2 separate regions of the Bos taurus genome follow, and region 1 is linked to region 2. A link is a contact called in public Hi-C data. All regions are on one chromosome and are shown on one strand. The core of a region is the stretch at or near the end of the contact, and the rest is flanking DNA. Distances in the headings are between cores, read along the strand shown.

The links. A called contact is a pair of places that touch in the nucleus more often than the background predicts.
Region 1: a contact with region 2 is called in a Hi-C map of liver, with 4 times the contacts expected there. The contact joins the enhancer-like site here to the promoter of IGF1R in region 2. A contact is called at or near these places in 2 of 11 Hi-C or Micro-C datasets (liver and skeletal muscle).

Annotation. Positions count from the first base shown.
Region 1 is chr21:7,982,277-7,988,838 of ARS-UCD2.0, reverse strand. The region is part of intron 2 of IGF1R (insulin like growth factor 1 receptor); the gene reads right to left. Among named protein-coding and RNA genes, the nearest start is that of PGPEP1L, 180 kb to the left of the region's middle. Within about 2 kb of position 4,223, at least 89 of the 102 cell types and tissues checked have an H3K27ac peak or open chromatin away from gene starts, as enhancers often do. A contact at or near this core is called in liver and skeletal muscle, where this site is marked.
Region 2 is chr21:7,776,658-7,783,400 of ARS-UCD2.0, reverse strand. IGF1R (insulin like growth factor 1 receptor) reads right to left here and starts at 3,108. Exons shown (of 21, transcript NM_001244612.1): 1 at 2,983-3,108. The coding sequence starts at 3,076.

The DNA of each region.
Region 1 (6,562 bases), core at 2,974-5,473, 200 kb before region 2:
CATTAAAACACACAGCAGGTGTTACATATTAAAACACATACCAGGCTTCCCCCTATATGGCCATCATCACACTTCTCTTTATTTAATGTCTGCATTCCCTGTCCAACTGTCAGCTTGATGTGAGCAGAAAGCAAGTGTTCTGTTTGCTATTGTACACCCATTACAAGCACAGTGCCTGGGACAAAACAGATGCTCAGATTTTTGTGGAATGATTGAATGAAACTTAAGAAGAATGGTATTTTGCCGAAGAATAGCAAACATCTTTTTAGAGACTGGATCCAATTCTTTTATATTTGGAGAGCAATCCACCCTTTATTTTCAGATACAAACTGAAAATAACTCAGCAGACTGATTCATGCAAGTATGCAGGCTACCGTTCAGTATCTTCCATCAATGGCTCCTTCCAAAAAGCATAGCACTAAGTATTTTACACTTGTTATTGCCTCTACCACCACCTCCCCCTGCCCCCACTCTGATATTTTCTCTGCCAGGAGGAGTGGGAAATCAAGGCTTAGGGAAATTAAGTGACTTACCCAAGGTCACAGAGCTGTAGTTGTATAATTGGAAAAGCTGCCCTGGTGATAATTATGGACCAAGTTCGTCATAATGCCAGGTTACACAATTCCTGCTTGGGTCAGGAAGGCGATGATGGTCCTGGGCACACTTTCAAGGAAGGAGCTGGGCACGGCTCTGCCTCTTTGTACCCCTAGAGTTCAGCCAAGCACCTGCCCACAGGCATCCCACAAATGTTTTCTGAACAGAACTCAATAGTCCTAATGGCTCAGGGCTACAGAGCATCAGGGAAGGTGCCTGGGTCCCAGCAGTGGGCAGAGCTCAGCACACTCCACACCTCTCCCACAGTGACAGCCGGCATCACAGTGACCCTGTCCCCTGTCCTCTATGCAGAGCCTCATGCGTTGGACACCATGGCCATCCCACATCAGGGGCCCGCCTGCTTCTGCAATCTAACCAGCTGCATGGCACTTGAAGGAGCTGGGGGCCCCTCAAGTGCAATCATGTTTTCCCCCTCTGTTCAGAACTTCCCATTTATTTTTAACACATACTTGACAATGGTTCAGTAAGGACCCACTGGGCCCCTGGTATGTATTGGACCACTCTGTCTTCAAGCAAGGGGCTCAGATTTTTCTGTTTGGCCCAATTCCTTCAGATGAGGGCTTCTAGCCTGACTTATAAGTGATTTCATAAAAATCACTATTGACAAAGCAACAGATTTTAAATTTATACACATGAAGAGCTAACTTTTTTTTTGTTTAATAAATATTTATCAAGGGCTGGCTAAGTAGAACACAGAAAGGTATAAAAAGAGCAATGGGCACCTGTTCTTATGGAGAAAAGGGAGCAACATCAATGGCTCCACTTCCTACTCTCTCAGAGGTCCTTGTTCATCTCCATCTATGGCTGACAAAAACCGCTTACCATAACTCACACTTCCCAAGAGCCAACTTGGTGCCAAGCACAGTTAATCCTCATGGCTCCCCCAAGGGACAGGTGTCGTCACCTCTCTTTACAGAGGAGGGAAGACGGGCTCAGAGGGTCGGTCATGTGGCCACGGTGCCAGTGTGTCTGGCTCCGGAGCCCGGGGTGCCATTGAATGACATTATATGACTCGGGCTGGGGGATGCTGTGAAAGTAAAAGATGCCCCCGAGGCCCTGGAGGACGCAACCCAGGCCAGGGTGGGGGTCCCCCGGGTGCTGAGGATGAGGCTCATAGGGGCAGAGGGTGAGGGGCCAGAGCCGCGGGGAGGGCTGTGGGGAGGGGCGGGCTGGAGCTAGCTCTGGAAGCTGGACTGGGTGGGCCTGGGGGGCACCCAGAACTGGGGAGGCTGGTCAGGAGTGGCCTCGGGAGCCACACCCAGCCAGGGGCGCTGAGGGGTCTGGAGGCCGGTGCGGGGAGGGCTACAGCCAGATCAGCACGAGCTCCCGGCCCAATCACGCGGGAAAGCCCTGGGGAACCTGACCCTGGGGTGAGATTAAAGGTGATTCCAAACCGGTCTCCAGCCACCAAGGTCGGCAGAGCCGCCGGGGCTCTCCTGCTCCGCCCGCTCTATCTGAACAAGAGAAGCCGCTTGGCTCCCGGACCCGCCTGCCCTGGCGTCCTCATGCAGGGAAACAGGCTTTGGTTATTCAGACGTGACTTACTGGCACGGAGAGGCTGTTGGCGTGGAAAAACGAACAGGCTGACCTGGCCAGGGAAGAGCAGGTGACAGAGAAAGCCAACAAAAGATGAGCTCAGCGTGCCACTCCGAACCAGGAGGAGGCCCTCGGGAAGGGGCCGAGAGAAGGAGGGTTGAGCAGAGGCCAGTAGGGCACCTCCAGGGGCCCTGGAGGGAGCCAGGCGCCCTTCCTGGGGAGCTTCCCTAGGCCTCACAAGCCTGCACAGGGCGTCACGCTTTCCATCTCACCCCGGGGGGACACCGAGGCTCACAGGGGTCAAAGGAATGGCCCCCCGCGAGCTCAGGAGGGCCAAAGCTGGGGCTCAGAGAATGACAGTACCCTGCCTGAGGCTGCAGTGCCTCTCTGCCTGCCTTCGCCCTCTCTGAAACTTCACGCGGGGGGCGACAATGCCACCCAGAACCGCAGGGCCCCCAAGGCTGGGCGGAACTCTGCCCTGGCCCCTCTCCCAACCCATGGCGCCGAGACCCCTCCTCTCAGGAAAATTATCCTAGTTGTGGAGTGCAAAGGGACAGCGAAAGCAGGGGGAGAGAGACAGGCAAAGAAATCCAAATCGGATAGGACGGCTAAGTTGAAATGGGACATATCTCCTAGGGTTTAAGTGGCCTGGAAGCTGCTCTTGCAAATGACGACCACCACGTACCATTCCTTATATTTATATTTGCAGTGTATCCTTCCCTCCTTTCATTCCCGGTAAGCACCTCACACGCCCCACTGCTGACAAAGCACACAGGCTGCAGGGCTGACATGTCCTGCCCCACGGCTACAGCTCCGCTGCGTTTCTGCAGTTACCATAAACCAAGAAGCAGAAGCCTTCTCTTTTTATGACTGTGATTCAGGCCCGAAGGAGGCCTAACCTCCACTCAGCAAACCAGAACCTCAAAATCATTTATTTTTTGTTGACGGGGCTTCTCACAAAATATCCCCAAACAAGCTCTCTTTATAGAGCACTTTCCTTTCTTTTGAAAAGAATCGCTAAACAAGACTGGATGTCATCTGGAACAGCCGCTCCTAAAAAGGGGGGGCATTTTGGAACCAAATGCCACATGCTCATGCTGGATTTTGCCATTCTGCCTGCGTTTCCTGCTCGGAGCCTCTGTAGCATAACAGAGAAGCTTCAGACAGTGATGCTGCTCCCGGCCGCGCAAACTCCAGTCCGCATCTTCCAGGCAGCCCTGTCACAAATAATTCCTGTCCACTACGCCCCTATCTCACTGAATACAACCACATTGTGCAGCTGGAAATGGGAAACCTGATTCAGACCACAGAGGAAGGTACAAAAACATTGAGCTCAACACAATGCTGTCTTTCTTGCGTGTGCTGCTGGTGATGGTAGAGCATCAGATCTCAAACCTACTAGTGGGTGAAACATTCAAGACCCGTTTTGGAAGGAAACGCATTATTAAAATAGCATTCAAGCATCCCCAAACAGTCAAACCCACCCAGTCCTTCCCGAGCTGCGCCAGTTTCGTGTGCAGTGTTCCTAACCAAAATCCGTCTAGCCCAAGCACGCAATTTAAAAAGGAAGCACGATCTCCGCAGAAAATGGTGCATGTTGACAAAGCGTGACTTGTCCCACATGGGCAGGAATCAAATGAAAACCAGCCTGATGGCAACCCAGCCTCCTTTAGTCTGCAAGATTAGCCGGAGGGAAAAGAAAGAGGCCGGCATGAGGGCAGGGGGGGCGCGGGCAATGGAGGACGGGGGCCAGAAGGCTGTCCGTGCCCTGTGAGATTCTGGTAAACAGCAGCCTGTAATGGCCACTGTGAGAAGGAAAACAGACATGGAGGGAAACGTGTTTACAACTGCGGCGGTGGGCGGGAGGCCGAGCGGAGGGAGGGAGGGAGGGATTCCCCGGCTCCGCGCGCCGCTCGCTCGGCTTCGCAGAGGCCCCAGGGCTGGGTTACGCTTCGGTGCCCGCACTCCCGTTTTATGGCGGGGGGTGGCGGGGGGCGCACATCTTGTTTATGGGGAAGGTTACTCCTCCTCCGCTCTGCTGATCGCTGCCCCAATACTCCCGCCGCATCCTTGCGGGATGCGCGCTTGACTGACGGCCGTGCCGGCCAGTCGCCGCCCGGGCCCCTGGTTCGGTGGACTTTCCCAGCGAGCCGATTGGGCGGCGGGGAGGGCGGGTCCTCGTGATTGGCGTGCCACTCGGAGTAGAAAGTAGTAAACAACCTCGGTGCGCCGCGGCGGGGAGGGCGCGGGATGCCCGCTGCCCTGGTCCTCGCCCCGAGCCCGGGCGGCCCCGAGACAAAAGGAACCAGCGGCGGCAAGACGGCCGAGGGCCCCCCAGAAAAGCAGACATGAGTGGGCGCCCTTTAGATCCCCTGGGCGAGAACTGCTGACTTGCAGCTTCCCATCATTTTTGTTCCGTGGAAAAACCAAAAAGGTTTTGTTTCTACAATTCTCGCTCTCCTTTTTCTTCGTACAACTTAAAAACTCCCAAAAGGGAACGGGCGAGGGCCGATTCACTTGACTCTCCCTCTCCCCGCTCCCTCCACAGTGTATACTTTTGTCTCTGCAGAAGTGATTTTAAACCCTGGTACTAAAAATTGTTTGCTTACATAATGTGCCCTTCACAGAGGTGAATTAGACGCCTTGTTAGACCTTTTCATCACAAGTTTTTGGAGCTGTGATCTCACTCAGGGCTGACCCTGTTTGGAAACATACATATAAAAAGAAACTGAGATGATGTTGTATTAAGCTCCTTTGACAAGAAATAAACAGTTAACTTGCATTTTCCATAGAGGGGGTAGTTCACCCAGGATATTGCACGCATGCCAAGGTAACTCCTGATCTAGTTTGACTTGAATCACAATCCACTCCTCCTCCTGGCCTCACCATCCTTCTGGGACCTCAGCAAGAAAATTGGCAGCTTCCACCATGGAGGAGCTGCTCCCCCAAGCCCGGCAGCTCCTGGGGCTGCTTCCAGGAGGGGCACAATCAACAGAGAGGTCTCCAGACACTACCTTCCTGGGAGAGTCCACAGAGAGGCCTCCGGCGCTGATGGAGAAGGGAAGGGGGGTGGGGCTGGACACAGGCGGGATCTCCAAGGACACCTGGTTGCCTGCTGACTCTACACTCTCATGGTTAGCCATGTTGCCACCCGTGGCCAGACAGCCAGATTGCTGGAGAGCTTTAAAAATAAAGATACAAAGGGCTCCTTGCAGGATGCAACTTAAGAGTGAACCTGGGGGTCCTCTGTATCACCCCACCCCCCACCCCCCAGCTCCACGGACTGCCAGCCTCTGTTGTCCGCCTGCTCCAATAGCGCCTCGCCCCCACTGCCTGCGGCGTGGAGTTAGTGCCCTTGTCCCTTCCACCCTAGACCCAGCCCCCAGGTCTGCAGCCTCCTTCCTTCCAGCCAACCTCCCTTGGGGCACTCGGTTCCGGTCGCAGGCTCCAGTGCCCGCCGTACACACCCTTCACGCCCTTCACTCAGTCTGCTCCTTCTGCCTTCTGCGCTATCCCCTGCCAGCCCGGGAGAGGCCGCTGTTCTCCACCACTTCCCGCCCCTGCAGCCCGCGCCTCTCGGTACCCCTGATGGCCAGGCCAATACTGCGTGCAGACTCGGATCGCAGCTCTGGCCGCCTCGGGAGACACTGAACTTCCCGAGGGCAAAAGTGGTGTCGGCTTCTGATGTGTCAACGGAGATGTAGGCATGCGGTAAGCATGCTCTGGACTTGCGCACCTCTGCAGGCGGTCCTCAGCCTCTCCCCGCCCCCAGCTCACTCAGAGGGTGCTCTCCGAGCTGGCTTCTGGCTGACACGTACCCCCATCCCCCCGACCCCCAGGTGGAGGCCCTGGCAATTCTGCCCCTCTGTGGTTCCCTGCATACACGCAGCTGTTCCTGCCGTCTCCTCTGCCACTCAGGCCCCTTTCTGCCCTCCCGAGAAGAGGAAAATTCTTCTTCAGCCTAAAAAATGCTCCCTACCTTGAGCAGACCTTTCACCAGCTCCTGCCACCCCTTCCCCCAGAGCATCTCTGCCTGGCCGGGACACAATGACAGTCCGACAGCTGGCGTGGTGTACGCAAGAACCAAGAACTGAAAGGCAAATCCACAAAGTGCTTTCCTCCCCCACCAGGTGTCCACAGACCGGTCCATTCTGGTCTCCAGACCCGACAGTGCACCCACTTTCAAGCTGGCTCCGCCACAGGGTCCTTCCCCAGTGCCTCTCCCTTAAGACCCCGCCTCTGTCTGACTGTGGGCGGGCTCCTCCTCCCCTTTCAGCTCTCTTGCTCAAATGTCACTTCTACGCCCACCACGCCCACCTCCGGGCCACTATTACACAGATCTGTTTCATTTTCATCATGAGATTTAACTACCATCCTTCCTATCTGATTACCCACTTGCTGTCTTTATAGT
Region 2 (6,743 bases), core at 1,859-4,358:
CTTAATGTTGGACTTTTCTAATCCTTCTCACAAATTAAACATATAACCTTTTAAACTTCAAACCCACACCCCACCTCTCCACAAAAGTACCCTTTACTTGCTATTTCCCTCTAGAGAGGCTAAACTATAATTTGCTATTTAGGTTCTTTCCAAACTTCTTATTCTGGGATTCTTCTCCTGGTAATAAAACAGCAAAGTTCTTTAAACACCCATCTTTCACATACCTACATTTCCCTGACAATAGGGTATTACTGTGCCTGGGGCAGAAAGATGACTGAATCTTTTTAATGAGACGGCCACAATACCTTTAAAGCGCACACTGATTGTTTTTTTTAAGCATCATATTATTTGGCTATCACTCCTAACTTCCAGACCTCCCTTTTTTAGATGCAGTGTTCACAGTACACTGATACAAAGTCTTTATGACTTCGTCTGCTTCAAAACTGCTAGGTTTTCCAAATTAAAGGCTTTTGTGTTTTTTTTAATCACCCCTACTGCTATTACACTCTGAGAGAAAACACTAATCCCTAAATAAGCCAACACATTATTAATCAACAGCACCCCAATCTTTATTATATTATACTAGACAGTCAAAACAATGCTTGTCTCTGATAGGAGCCGGTGGTTTTAGTTCTATCAGAAGTAAGAGTTCCAGCACCTTTTGGACTAAGAGCTGAACACATGCTGAGCATACCATTTACTCCTGAAAACTTCCTAGCTATAGGGAGGGGCAGGTAGTGAGTTAGAACTTCAACAAACCATAATCAGGAATGGGGCGTCTTCTGGCCATCCATCAAGTTTTCAGAAACCAACTATTTGCAACGGATCCTTGAGCAAAGTTTGGCATCTTGTACTATAAAAGTAGTTAAAACGCCCCTTCCTCTCCTGCCTGTTTTCTCAAGAAAAACAAACAGAACAAAACACCTTTCACAAAGAGTATTTTTCATCAAGAATTCCAAACAACAAGACATCCTATTTTAAAATCCCGGAGCCCTGCGTCGGAGAAGCAAGGCCAACCCTGGTGTTGTGAATTTCAGAACTTACTAACATTAAACAATAAAACTAGAGACAGGACACAGTTCAACAACATGCCGTAATAAAATGGATTAACTCTCTTGTGTCTCCTGAACTATATTTAGCTCCTGAAGGCTAGAAGCCCCCCTCTGTGCCCCCAAACACCATCTGTGAGCCTTAGAAGGGTGCCGAGAGCCTTTCGCCCAATCCAGCGTGCGGAAACTTCAGGAAACAAAGAGCAGGAGAGCTCAGATTTGTGGAGGGTCCGGACTCAAAGCGAGTCTTACTCCACGCAGTAAACACGCTAATCCTGTAAAAATCTGCTCATACTCCGTCGTGAACGCATTTCTTACAAAACGTTTAAGAAGGGTTTGTTTATACGAACAGTCTTTCCGAATTGCACCTAAGACGGGCCAGGCAGCCCCCGCTGCCTCCTGACTCTCCCCCTCACTGTGCAAGGCGCAGTCGTGATTTTTCAAAGTTAATTGGCACCACCTGCATACACTCGGCAAACATTACTCACCAACACGCCCTCGCCGTTCCCAGCCCCAGTTCTGTGCCTACATTTAAACTTTATAATCGTGCTCAAGATACTCTGCCGTCCCGAATGGACCAGCAGAGCCTCCCTTTACTGTTTGGAGAAGAATGGAAACCCCTCCTCTCCCCGCTCCACATACCGCGGGGCCCTAAGTTCTCTCTCCCTCCCTCCCTGCCCGTCCCTACCCTTAGCCGACACCACCAAAACAAAAGCTATCAGATTGCAAGCGGCAGCGCGTGGAGCGATATTGCTTATTAACTGTGCAGAGGAAGTGCTGGCGGGGGGTGGGGGGCGCGCAACACAACTCGGGACACGAAGCCCAAGCCGGGGCCGCGCGCTCGCCACGCGGAGCCCCCTCCCCGCACGCCCACCGCCGCCGGGCCCCGCGCGCCCGAAACCGCGACGCGGGCCACCTCTCCCCGGGGCACGGCGGCCCGGTGTCCCTGGGCGGCCGTGTGGCTGCGAGCACGTGTGTGGAAATGCACGTCGGCTCCGACCACACACCCACTCCCGCACACTCGAAGGCCGCCCTACCACCCCTAGCCCCGCCGGGACGAAGAAGGAGTCCACGAGCCGCTAGAAAACGGGGAGAAGGGCCCCCCAAACCCTCTGAACTCGGGGTCCGTACGCGCTGTCCAGAACAGCCCGACTGACGCCGAGCCCCCGACTTCGCCTTTTTCCAGGGGCTGCACCGTGGGGTGCGAGATGTAAGTGGGAACGCTCCCCGCACCCCCAGCCGCACTGAGCAGTCCCGGGAGGCCGGACGGGGCTGGCGACCCGCCGCGGATCCAGCGAAAGCGACAGGGAACCCAAAGAGCCCAAGGGGCCAAGCGCGGCGAGCGACAGGAAATCTCGCTGGAATGTCTGGAAACCTGTCCTGGGGCCGCGGGGCCTCCCCGCCGGGCACCTCCTCCTGGGCACCTTGCAGCCCCGGGGCCGGCGGGCTGCCCGCTCCCACCCCCGAGCACCGAACCTGCCCCCAGCCGCGAGGGCGCCGCACGAGCTGTCACCGCCGCCTGCGCGCCGCGTGTCGGGAGGCCCCGCGCGGGCGCGCGGTGCGGACGGCTGGGCGCGAACTTCCCCGCTGGAGCCCCGGGGCCTGGCCCCGCCGCGGGCCGCCGGGTATGGAGCGCAGCCCAGACAGCCGGGCCGCGGAGCAGGGCTCTCGGGACCGCGGAAGGGAGAGCCACCGAGGCCCTTCCCGCGCGGGGATGCGCCGAGCCCGGGGCCGCGCGGGCCTCCGAACCCAACGACCTGGGCCCAGGGGTCCCCCCTGGCTTTGCGGCCGAGCCCCTCGGCGCCCCGCCCCGCGGCCCCAGAGCCCGGGAGCCCGACAGCTGCGACGGTGGCAACTCGGGTTTCGCAAACAGGGCGCAGCCCCTCGGAGGAAAAGTTCCCGCAGTGGCCGCGGGCGGCGGGCACATACTCACTTTCTCCACTCGTGGGCCAGAGCGAGAGCGCGGCGGAGAAAAACAGGAGTCCCCACAGCGAGGTCGGGGACCCTCCTCCGGAGCTAGACTTCATTCCTTTTATTTGGGACCAAATTCCCCTTTCTCAAAAAAAAAAAAAGGGGGGGGTGGTGGAGGAGGAAAAGAAAAAGTCTCCGAGTCTTCGTCCCCCCCCACCTCCAAAAACAAGGGCGAAGGCGACAACACTTCCCGAGGCGGCGCCGGCCGGGGGTCCGCGGGGAGGCGCGGACGGGGCGGGCGGTGGCGGCGGGCGGCCCTCAGCGCCGGCAGCCGCGGCCCAGCGCTCGGCGGAGTCGGGAACCCGGGGCGCGCCGGGGCGGGCTGTCTGCGTCGTCGGCCTCCATTTTCAAACCCAGAGAGGCAGGAGGGAGGAAAAACTGCGAAGAGAAGGGGGCCAAGCCCGGATCCGTCTTGGCGAAGGAAAACAAACCCGACCCCAGACAGAGAGGGAGGCGGCCCGACGCCCGAGCCTCCGCGGCGGGAGGGCGCGACGCAGTTCGCAACACGGCCCCAGAGCCCGGGTCGCGGGGGAGGCCGGCCGGGGGCAGAAATGCGGAGGAAAAATGAATGAGCCGCTCCCCTCCTCCTCCTCCTGCTGCTCCTCCTCCGCCGGGCTCCGCTCGCCGCCGCCGCCGCCGCGAGCTCCTTCCCAAATCCAGGACACACACAAAGCGACGGGCCGGCCGCGCTCTGCGCTCCCGCCGCCCGCCCCGCGCCGGCCCCCGCCCGCCGCCGGCTCGGCGCGGGGGCTCCGGCTCGCTGAAGGTCAAAGCCGCGGCGCGCCGTGGAGCTCCCCTCGCGCGGGAGGGGCGTGGAGGACCCGGGGGTCGGCAAGCTCCAGGCACGGGCGCGCCGGGGCCAGGCTCGCCGGTGGCGTCCCCCTCCCTCGCCCGCCTCTCGAGTTCGCCTGGTGCGCTCGCTCCTCCTCGGGTTGTTCCCCCCCCCCCCTTTTTTTTCTTTTTTTTTTTTTCCGCTCAGCGGAGTTAATGCTGGTAAACAAGAGCCTCAGCCCCGCCGCGCCGCTGCCGCCGCCGCTGCCACACACTGGGGCCTGGCGCGCGCGTGCGCTCGGGGCCGCGCACACACACTCACACGCGCGCGCGCACTAGTGCGGCCACAGCCGCAGCCCCGGCGCGCGGAGGGCCGGGCCCCGGCCGGCGCGCGCCAAGAGCCGGAGCCCAGGAACACAGGGACGTGCGGAGCGGAGCCCCGGCGCGGGCGGCTAGGCGGCGAGGCGCCGCCCCCGCGCCCCGCCCGCGCGCACCGGCTCCCGCGCGCGCGCGCCCCTGCTCTCACCCCCACCGCACTGCGCCGGCCAGCCTGCACGCGCGCGCCCCTCCCGCAAGACTCCAAAAACAATGCCCCCGGCGCCGGGCCCGGCCCGGCCGAGGAGCGGGCTGGGGAGCGGGGGAGGGGCTGGGTCGGGCTGGGAGGGGAGCGCGAGGCCCGAGAGGTTCATTGAAAACAACAACAGCGCGGCTGGAGCGCGCGTTGCCCCGGTTCTTGAAAAGCTTCATTGTGTCTTGCAGCTGTTGCAAAATAAATAAATAAGTGCGTGCATGCGGCATTTTTTCGCAGCCGGCTGGAAAGCTCGAATGTGGCGGGAGGGGCACACCTGGGAGAAAGGAGACGCCCCCCCCCCCCCCAACCAGGCTACTAAGCGGGCACTTTGGCTCAAGGCCGGGACGGCCGCGGCGTCGCCCCAGGGGACCCCATAGTCCCGGGACTCGCGGGCAGCCAGGGGGAAGGGCGCGGCTCGGGCCCGGGAGCCCGGGGAGACTGCCGGCGGGGGCCCGGAGCGGGCGTAGGGGGGCCCAGACGGGCCGCCCCGCGCGCCCGGGCGCGTCCCCGCCGCAGCCGCCAGGGGGCGCGGCGGGCACGGGGAGGGCCGGCCCGCCGAGTGTCCCCTCCCTCCGGGAGAGGAAATCTGGGGGCCCGGGCCGGGGGCCGGCCGAGCTGGGTTGCGCCGGCCCGGCACTGGAGACCCGCGGCGGGTCCGGGGAGCGGCTCGCGGACTGGTTCCTCTGCCTGCCCCACCACGTGGGCGGCTGCGGGCGGCGGCCAGGGCGCGTGCTCGGTGCGGGGCTGCGGGGGCCCCCGGAGGCCAAGGGGGCGTGCCGGGGGGCCCCCGGAGGATGCGCTCGAGGCCTGGGGCCGAAGTCTCCCGGCCGGGCTCTCGGCACGCGGACACGCCGCGCCCGATCGCCGAGCGGCCACTGCGGGAGCCCACCCGCACCTGCTCGCGTCCTTCCGGGCGCGTCTGTCTTCCCTCCTTTGCTCCGTAAAGGACTGGAAACTAGCGCCCGCCCGGTCTCCTCCGTGGTTTTCTTGAAGGTGCCCGAGGAGGGGTTTCCCCAAAGAGAGCCTGCCCCTGGACTGCCATCTAATGAATAAATGCTGCGGAAACCAGGTCCTTAAAGCGGGAAACAGCCCAGCGAGATCTAGAGAGAGGAGTTTGAAATACGTGGACTTTTAAACATAGTGATTGGACCACGTGTCGCCTTTAATGTGGTCCGGCTTCATGACTCAGGCTAATTGATGTCAACAGTAAATAAAAAGAAGATGGCTAATAAGAATTGTGGATGTCGAGATGTAGAAGTGTTTGTCTCATAAATAATCAGGCTGTCTGGTAAGATCGGATCTGTTCTAAAGGAAAGTAGATTTCCTTTTTTACTCTAATTGTAAAAGATTTCGACGTTACATTATGCATCCCATCGTTCGTAAATAATTTTTTTAATTAAGAGCTGAAAACAAATCAAAAGCTATTATAATGGAAACCTAGCCCTTTCCCCCCTATATTTATTCCCTACATCATTTGCCTCTTGGAAATTTTTAGCTCAATTCAGTGAGTCAGTTGGATAGAAGGAAATAAATCTTTTCTTACTTAAGTCATTCATATGGGATTGTTTTGTTTAACTGAAATTCAGCTTAATTTTAAAATGTTCCAGTTTTAGATATTCCTGGACATTAACAAAGAAAGAAGGAAATTAGAATCTTTAAAAAGAAATCGAAACTTAGCACGTGTCATTTTAAAAGTAGGCACTGCCATATGAATAATTAAAATTTGATCTACTTATATTTTTAAATTTTATTTTAAAATATTTCTCCAGACAATACCCTACATGAAGTTGGTCTTGATGCCTACAGATCCATTTTGCAATTAACTGTAAAGGAATATCAATAGCATATCTTCATTGTATTTAGTATTCAGGATTTTACAATACATCTAAATTAAGACAAAAGTTTAGAGTTGAGTTTTTAAAGGAATGATGCTAATATAAAATCTTTAAATACTACACAATATAGTTTTAGTATTAGTAAATTCATTCATTTGTCCCTGAGAACATAAGAGATATATGAAATAAAGAGAAATGCATACAGTTACTTAAATTGTAGGATTTTTTTTTTAAGAAAATGACTTTTCCTCTGTGATTTTTTAAAATGTTGTTTTATCCTAAAGTACTAAGATGTCAATAAGATTAAATTATTTTAGATAGTTAAGTTAGATTTTTTAAGTATATGCCTTAATATTTAGACAGAATCAAAATTTAGATTGCCTTTCAGCTCTACCTTGATTACACATAGAAGGTGATTTGTATTTTCTTCAATTATTACATTCTACATACCAAAGTCAAACTTATTTTTTCAACCTTGGAAATAAAACCACATAGTAAAACATTGATTGGAGTCTTTACAACTACACTGCCAATGTGTCACACGTT